Linked DNA regions of Mus musculus: region 2 is linked to region 1. The links are chromatin contacts, called in public ChIA-PET maps. All regions are on one chromosome and are shown on one strand. Each heading gives the region's core, a stretch centred on a gene start, on an enhancer-like site or on the middle of the called end of the contact. The rest is flanking DNA. Distances are from core to core; before and after follow the strand shown.

Evidence for each region. ChIA-PET counts read pairs in DNA pulled down with a chosen protein or histone mark.
Region 2: an RNA polymerase II ChIA-PET map of memory CD8 T cells shows a contact between it and region 1, with 8 read pairs. The contact joins the promoter of Pcgf1 here to the enhancer-like site in region 1. A contact is called at or near these places in 4 of 39 promoter capture datasets (the 3T3-L1 cell line, the C10 cell line, hippocampal neurons and 1 more), 2 of 484 Hi-C or Micro-C datasets (the G1E-ER4 cell line and myocytes) and 4 of 115 datasets of contacts at active chromatin or transcription factors (extraembryonic endoderm stem cells, memory CD8 T cells, microglia and 1 more).

What each region holds. Positions count from the first base shown.
Region 1 is chr6:82,745,266-82,749,051 of GRCm38.p6, forward strand. All of the region lies in intron 3 of Hk2 (hexokinase 2), which reads right to left. Among named protein-coding and RNA genes, the nearest start is that of Hk2, 27 kb to the right of the region's middle. Within about 2 kb of position 2,091, at least 36 of the 459 cell types and tissues checked have an H3K27ac peak or open chromatin away from gene starts, as enhancers often do. A contact at or near this core is called in the G1E-ER4 cell line and memory CD8 T cells, where this site is marked.
Region 2 is chr6:83,076,274-83,080,352 of GRCm38.p6, forward strand. Pcgf1 (polycomb group ring finger 1) reads left to right here and starts at 2,117. Exons shown (of 9, transcript NM_197992.1): 1 at 2,117-2,205; 2 at 2,622-2,727; 3 at 2,843-2,995; 4 at 3,161-3,232; 5 at 3,367-3,472; 6 at 3,649-3,682; 7 at 3,781-3,867. The coding sequence starts at 2,149.

The DNA.
Region 1 (3,786 bases), core at 841-3,340:
GCTGCCATGTCTGTCCTCTTCCTTCTATGACAGACTATACCCTCCAAGTGTGAGCCAAAATAAATGCCCCCTTTCTAGTGTTACTTCAGTTACAGAAACAAGTGACTTATAAAGATGAGCTGGTAGAACTTATGTCATCTTTTGCTCTCCCAATGAAAAGGAAACGACATCGGAACTGACACTCAAAATGACATCTGGACTCAGTCATGCAATGTGTACAAAGGCATAAATAATGCTAATTAGTGCTCATTAGAGGGCATCTTCCACTTAAGACTTTTAAATTAATCTTGCTCAAAAGAACCCCCTAAATCATTGGGCGTCGTGGTTATCACAAGGTTCGAGTACATCAGAGAACAGAGCATCCTCTGCTGGCAGTCATGTTAGCCCAGCTCATCCTCCTAAACAGAAGCCCATCTCACTCCCAAGAAGTTCTTTGGCAGCCCTGACTCTTGATGGAGACTGACAGGATTCCTTCCCTTGGCGCTCTATGAACCAACTCAAGCAAAATAAACAACCTTTTTATTTTTCCTCTGTAAAAGAAAAAAAATTCCCTGAAGGCAATTCAAGGAAATTATTTTTTGGTTTGTTGTTTATCTTATTCTATTTTTTTTTAAATATGTGTGTGTGTGTGTGTGTGTGTGTGTGTGTGTGTGCGTGTGCACGCGCGCACAGGTGTATACATGCAGTCACACTTGCGGCCATGGAGAACTGCAGTTACTAGTTCTCCGTTGTGTTGTGAGTTGCTTGATCTGATCCCTGGTATACAAACTCTTGTCCCCTAATAAAACAGCAATTGCTTTTAACTAGCAAGTCATCTCCAGTCTCTATTTTTGATGTCCAGTTTCAAAACAAAAGACAGGGCAATGGCTGCAGGACCCACATAGCCACCTCAACATGCAGAGAGGTGCACTCCTGATAACTCAGGCTTCCAGTCAAGCCAGAGCCCACCAACCGAGAGGTCCCCTGTCACCTACTCCATACCCTCAAAGAGAAGCTTAGCTCTCTAGATGTTGAGAGACAGAGGGCAGGGCACGAGATATAGCGAGTAAGCAGAGGCTGGAGAGGGTAAACAGAGTCCACGGAAAGAGGGCCAAGTGGCAAGATGGAAAAGCGTGGAAGAAGGAGTGGAAGAATGGAAGACAAACAAGTGTGTTCCTTCCCAGAAAGGAGCAAAGGGCCAGCGACACGGCTCAGAGGGTTGGCATTTGGTGCCAAGCATACAACTTGAATTTAATTCCTAGAGAGAAAGCCGACTGCTCCATGCTCTCCTGAAGCCTTCACACACCCCTCAAGAGACCCAGCAAGCTCTCGAAAATCTCTCCAGATCTCAACAATAAGGGATGGGGCTAACAGGCCCACCGGCTCCCTGATGTCTGGGCGATGAGCAGCTGGTGGAGTCAGGAAGGAAGGCAGCCTAATCTAGGAGGAGGCAGTGCTGGCTGAGCCCCCATCCTGGGTCCTGCCCATCTGTCTCATCCGAAGCACGGTTACCCACAGTTGATGCTGAACTTTGAACCTCCAGTCCAAGGCAAGAGCGGTGTTTGTTAGTTTTTCTTTATTCTTTCCCTTTTTTCCCAGCGCTGAAGACTGAACCCAAGGCCTTACACATGGTATGTGAGCTCTTTGTCACCTTACAGCCTTTAGGGTGAATATCTTTATCCAAAGGAAACAAGTCACAGAAACATCAAGCAGTCACGGGAATTGGGGGGACCTTAATCTAAGGCAAGGAACAAAATATATCTTCCTAGTCCCCAGCCCTTACCTCTGTTCCTTCCCCAGCCGCCTTCCCCACAGAAGGCAAGAAAAAAAAAGCCCCTACATTCAGGAGGCTGAGACAGGAAAATGGGGAATTTGGCAGCCTAGGCTACCTCTTGAGAGCCTGATATCAAGTCAAACTAAATTCAGCTGGCTGGTCACATTTTCAGTTTGCCAGGCTTCATGTGACTCGTGGTTTCCCACAGGGCAAGTCCACTGAGAAAAGGTCTGAGTAAGCGGCAAGATCAAAAGCCTACACGCTTCCTAGAAGGAAGAGAGGAGACAGCTGCTCCCCTGAGTTGGAGGACCAACCCTCTCTTCCTGCTATCTGAGGACGGGGCATGAGATGCTAGAGAACTCAACACCTTCCTGCCATAAAAAGGCTCAAAGGGCATCGGTCTGCCAGCTCTGTGCTCCACACATTTCCTTTTCCTTATTGACAGGAGGATGTCTCACTCCTCTTGTCCTGAGATAGACCTAAAAAACCTCAGCAGGGTGTGCGGGCGCCCGCCGGGGCCAGCATCAAGAAGCTGAGGAAGAAGGGGCACCAAGTTCTCTGAGATAGAAACCAGTGAGCAGAAGATAGAGTTCTCTCCCGACAGGTTCACAGCTCTTAAGGACTGTTGCAAGTCTGAGGCTTGATAATTTAGCTTTTGATCTAATAAAACTGCATTTTAAAAATCTACTTCTTCCCCCTTTTAAAAAACTGGGCTGGTAAGATGACACTTAACAACAAGCCTGACCACCGGTGTGTGAACCCCAGAATCTACATAGTAGAGAGAATTGATTCCCACAAATTATCCTCTGACCTTCTCTCTCTCTCTCTCTCTCTCTCTCTCTCTCTCTCTCTCTCTCAATGTAGCTAAAAGAAAAAGAATAGAAATGATTTTCTTTAATTTTGGTGGTTTGAGATGTTTTCACTATTAGGTATTTTATTATCAGGTGTCACATTTTAATTATTTTCATAGGTTTGACTTTCATTTGGAAACAAGGTCACACTATATATAGCCCAGGCTGGCCTTGAACTCTCAATCCTCCAGGCTCAGTCTCTCAAATGCTAGGATTACAGATGTGTACCTGGCCCCGACAGTCTGAGATATTTCAAGGTAAATTTGAACTTTTGGGATCATGAGTGTTAGAAACAGATTCTCTTTCTAGGTGGACAGACACACTGCAAATGTCAACTCAAGTGGCAAGCCCTGGCCAGGCTCTGCAGGGAAAGCTGCCAGGACCATGGGATGCCTGTGACCTTCCTATTATAGAAGAAAGAGGTCTACGGAGACGAGATTCGCCCAACACATTGCACACACATCGCAATGTGGTTTTTCACAACCACAGCCAAACTTCTGGTGTGTTTTTGGCATTGTCTTACTTGGTTCTCAAATATTTGTCATCTGGTAGCAGGGCCCAGAACGAGACAGAAGCAATACGGAGAAAAGGCTAGCACATTCTTCATGAGGGGGAACAACACCGATGAGGTACAATACAGAGCAGGAAGACAATCTGAAGACTGGGCACGCTCCTGTGTAGAGCAGCAGGCCCCAGCAAGCCTGCCAGGTGTTGAAGTCACCACAGCTCCCCTCTCAGCCCATGACCTAACTAGCACCCTACCACCCTTCTCTACAAACAGACGACTAGGGTACTCCTGGCTGGTACCCTTTAGCTCAGAATCATACAGCGAGATCATCCCAAAACAAGATCCAGTCTTTTATGCAAACACCCCACCATGGTGCCTCGACAGTGTTCCTCCTGACATCACACAACGACCATGAGACATCTTCAGGAGAACTAAAATGCCCACAATCCCAGATACCCAGCCTCCAAAGGAGGCAAGCTGACCCTCAGGGCAAGCAAAGGATCTGATGATATCTCCCTTGCTGGCTCAGCTCACAATCAACACTCCTTTTTCCAGGACTAACCTGGTTGGTGGGAGAAGGTCAATTAGGCTGTTGAGGTCCCACCTCTTTCAAAATGTGCACGTAAACTTATTTTATTGCCAAGTGCCCTCTGGGCACAAAATATGGCAGGAAT
Region 2 (4,079 bases), core at 867-3,366, 330 kb after region 1:
GCTCTGCACTATTAAAATATCTTAAATTGGAAAAGGACAAAAACCAAGCAGATTATTTGTTTTGGTTTTTTGAGACATGATTTCTCTATATAGCCCTGGCTATCCTAGAACTTGCTCTGTAAACCAGGCTGGGCTCAAACTCAAGAGATCTACTGCCTCTGCCCTGCCTGTTAGAATTAAAGGTGTGTGTCACCATACTTGGCTCCACAATTTTTTCAATGTTATGATTTACTTATTGTTTTTGTTGATTTTGAGACAGTCTTAAGTGTCTAGGTTAGCCTCAAATTTGCTATGTAGCCTAGGATGGCCCTGCACTCCTGATCCCCTAAGCTTGTGCCATTTTTTTTTTTAACAGTTTTTTGTTTTTTTCGAGACAGGGTTTCTCTATAGCCCTAGCTATACAGTGCTGGGATTAAAGGTGTGCGCCACCATGCCCTGCTTTTTTTTTTTTTTTTTTTTTTTTTTCTTCTGAGACAGGGTTTCCCTGTGTAGCCCTGGATGTCCTGGAACTCACTCTGTAAACCAGGCTGGCCTTGAACTCAAAAAACCGGCTGCCTCTGCCTCCCAAGTGTTCGGATTAAAGGCGTGTGCCACCACTGCCCAGCTGGAACTCACTTTTAACAGTTTTCTTGAGGTCTAATTTATGATACGCTGCAAGTTGCAAGTATTTAAAGTGTATACTGTAATTGGTTTTGCCCCATGTACATGTCCACTAAACTAGCACCACCATCAACATGAGAAACACATCATCAAAAACGTGTGTTCTTTGTAACCTATGATCAGAATCACTTTGCCATGCTGTGGGAAGAAAGGTCTAAAGAGGGAACGATATAGACATGGGCAAGCAGTCAAGACCTGCAGTGGCTCAGAGGTGACTAGGTGGCCTGGGCCAGGAAGGTAAACCATAGCTGTATGTAGTCGATTAACAAGTCTTTAATACTTTCCTGACGCTTATGTACTACCACTTATGGGGTAACAGACATACACTCCTTTCTGTGAGGTTCCTGTTACCTTCAACCTAATTATTCCAGTTCTTTTAGACCCCATTCCTTCCATTGGGGCTCTCAATCCACACCTGTTTCTTTGGTCGTTCCTCTTCACACTGCCTTTTTTTTCTATTTCCATCACATTTATACCTCTCGTGCATCCATTTGTCAATCATGCCCACACAAGAGTCCCAATTTTCTCCAGAGAGCCTTTCAAGTTTCCGCCAGTCTCTCCCCTCTCACTCGAATCTCCAGTTGTACTCGATGCTAATAACGCTTCAGAGTAAATTTATTCTTTTAAAATTCCGCCGTAGGGACCCAGTGATGACAGTGTACCAGACCCGGGAACCCCTGTGTCCTCCCCAAGTGCGGGCCCGGGCCTATGCTACTGCAGGCACTCGCTGCCCAAGTCTCCTCGCTGTCAATCCTCCCCTCCTCCTTCGGCATCTGCTCTGCATTAGTCTGTCCCAGGCCTCCGCAGGCGCCGATGATTAAATCATCATCATTAGCCAGGGCCTATTCTCCCCATCCTCGGCAGCAGGGAGAGAGTGGGGAGTAAGAGCTCCCGGTTCCCCGGGGGGTCTCTCCCTCTCCACCCCGCCCAGGGCACCCTCTCCCAGACTTCGCGAGCCCGGAAAAAACTCCCGCGGCGCAGACGGGAGAAGGCCCGCGGCTGGGACGCAGCTCCGCAACGCGGACGCCGCAGCGGAGCAGGACTGCACTGTATAGAGAGGACCCCGGGTCGGAGGCGAGGTCGGGTCCCAGGACTCCCACACTCCGGAGCTGTAGCGGCGGGCGATAGCCCGGCTTCGGGGTCCCAGGGCACACAGGCTCTCTTAGCACAAGCTACCGAAGTTGATCCAGAGGTTGTGTGCGCGCCGTTGGAAGGACGCCCGTGGGAGCGTGCACCGCAGAGACCCTGCTTCACTCAACCCCCCTCCATAACGACCACCGATTGTTGGGGGGGCAGCGGGCTCAGGTGAGCACACGGGGAGCTAAAGAGGGGGCGAGGGCGGGGTGTGCCGGAAAACTAGCCAATCCGGAGAATGTGAGGCCCTCGTTGCTAGGAGACAAGTCCCGCCCCGCAGGCGGTACCGGAAGTGGCGGGCTGGGATCAGCCTTTAAGATGGCGTCTCCTCAGGGGGGCCAGATTGCGATCGCGATGAGGCTTCGGAACCAGCTCCAGTCAGTGTACAAGATGGACCCACTACGGAACGAGGTGCAGGGGCAGCGGGATGACTGCTGGGGTCCGTTAGCTGTGTGAACCCAAACGAAGGAGAGGACGGGTGGCGGCGGGATGGGCGCCCAGTGCGCTTGCGCAGCCACGGGGTGCGCGATACGCACGCGCGATTCTGGCCGAGTTGCCAAACGCTGGACTTGGACGCTTGCGCGTTGTGTCTCCGACAGCGTCTGGTCTCCCGAGGGAAAAAAGAGAGTCAGGCGGGTCCGCGAAAAGAGAGCACCCGCTGTGCGCGGAGCCCTCTGCTGGGCGAAGGGGGAGCTCACTCCCCCGTCTCTTCTCGGGGGCCAGACGACCCAGTCCAATAACAAACTGCTCTGTTGCTGGGAATTGCAGAAGGTGAGATGGGGTGGGCTTGCAAGACCAGTGGGGAGTGACTGAGGGTGTGTCCACAGGAGGAGGTCCGGGTGAAGATCAAAGACCTGAATGAACACATCGTTTGCTGCCTGTGCGCGGGCTACTTCGTGGATGCCACCACCATCACAGAGTGTCTCCACACCTGTGAGTGTCCCGGATCCTGTCTCTCCTCTTCCAAGCTGGCTGCCAGCCTCTGTGCTGCCTGTCCCATGTGTCGGGTTCCCAAGGGACCTGAGCATCTTCGTTTCTCCTCTTACAGTCTGCAAAAGTTGTATCGTGAAGTACCTGCAAACCAGCAAGTACTGCCCCATGTGCAACATCAAGATCCACGAGACGCAGCCGTTGCTCAATCTCAAACTGGATCGGGTCATGCAGGACATAGTGTATAAGCTAGTGCCAGGCTTGCAAGACAGTGAGTGGCCACCTTATATTTGTGGGGCCTCCTGACTCTAATGCTGGGTGGCACCTTGACGTTTTGTTCCCAACAGTTTTGTTGGGAATCAAAAAAATACAAAGATAAAGAGGTCAACAGCCAAAACAAAGAGAATTAATATGGCTGCCCTTCACCCCTCCTTAGGTGAAGAGAAACGGATTCGGGAATTCTATCAGTCCCGAGGCTTAGACAGAGTCTCCCAGCCCAGTGGTGAAGGTATGTCCTTGGTGCTCATTTGGGGGAGGGGGGCAATTAAAGCCCTCAGAGCATCTCTTTTGCCTGGTTTTGCTCTCTGGGGAGAAGAGGGTATGGAACCTGTACCAGCCTCCTCAATATCTACTTTTCCTCAGAGCCAGCCCTGAGCAACCTTGGCCTCCCCTTCAGCAGTTTTGACCACTCTAAAGCCCACTATTATCGATATGATGAACAGCTGAGCCTATGCCTGGAGCGGCTGAGGTGAGGGGCAGGTCAGAGGTTGCGTGAAGTGATACTACTGGTGACCCAGATGCTAAGGGACTTGGGGGGAAGGGTGAGGGAGTGTCTGCTCCCCTGAAGAAAGTGTGCTGTGGTGCTTGTGCTAGGTAGGAGACAAGAAAAGTGGAACCCTCTAACTTGTATCTGTTTCCATCCAGTTCTGGCAAAGACAAGAATAAAAATGTCCTTCAGGTGAGAGGGGTTGAGGGGAGGGCCCCTTTGAAGGAGCCGTTTCTCCCAGCAACCCTTCCCTCAGACACCTGTGCCCTCCCCTCCTTCTCTGTTCCTAGAACAAGTATGTTCGGTGTTCTGTGAGAGCTGAGGTCCGCCATCTCCGAAGGGTTCTGTGTCACCGACTAATGCTAAATCCACAGCATGTAAGTAAGCCCATCATGTTACGGGGAAAACAAGGGACTGAAAGGGGAGGGCATGTCTGGCTTGCCAGCTTGTACCTGGAAGAAAGCTCAGGCCGGAAGATCACTTCAAGTTCAGGGCTAGCCTAGGCTATATAGTGAATTCCAGGCTAGTCTGGACTCCAGAGTAAGACTTTGTTTACAGGAGCAAAAAAGGTTTGAGAGCGGTCTGCTCA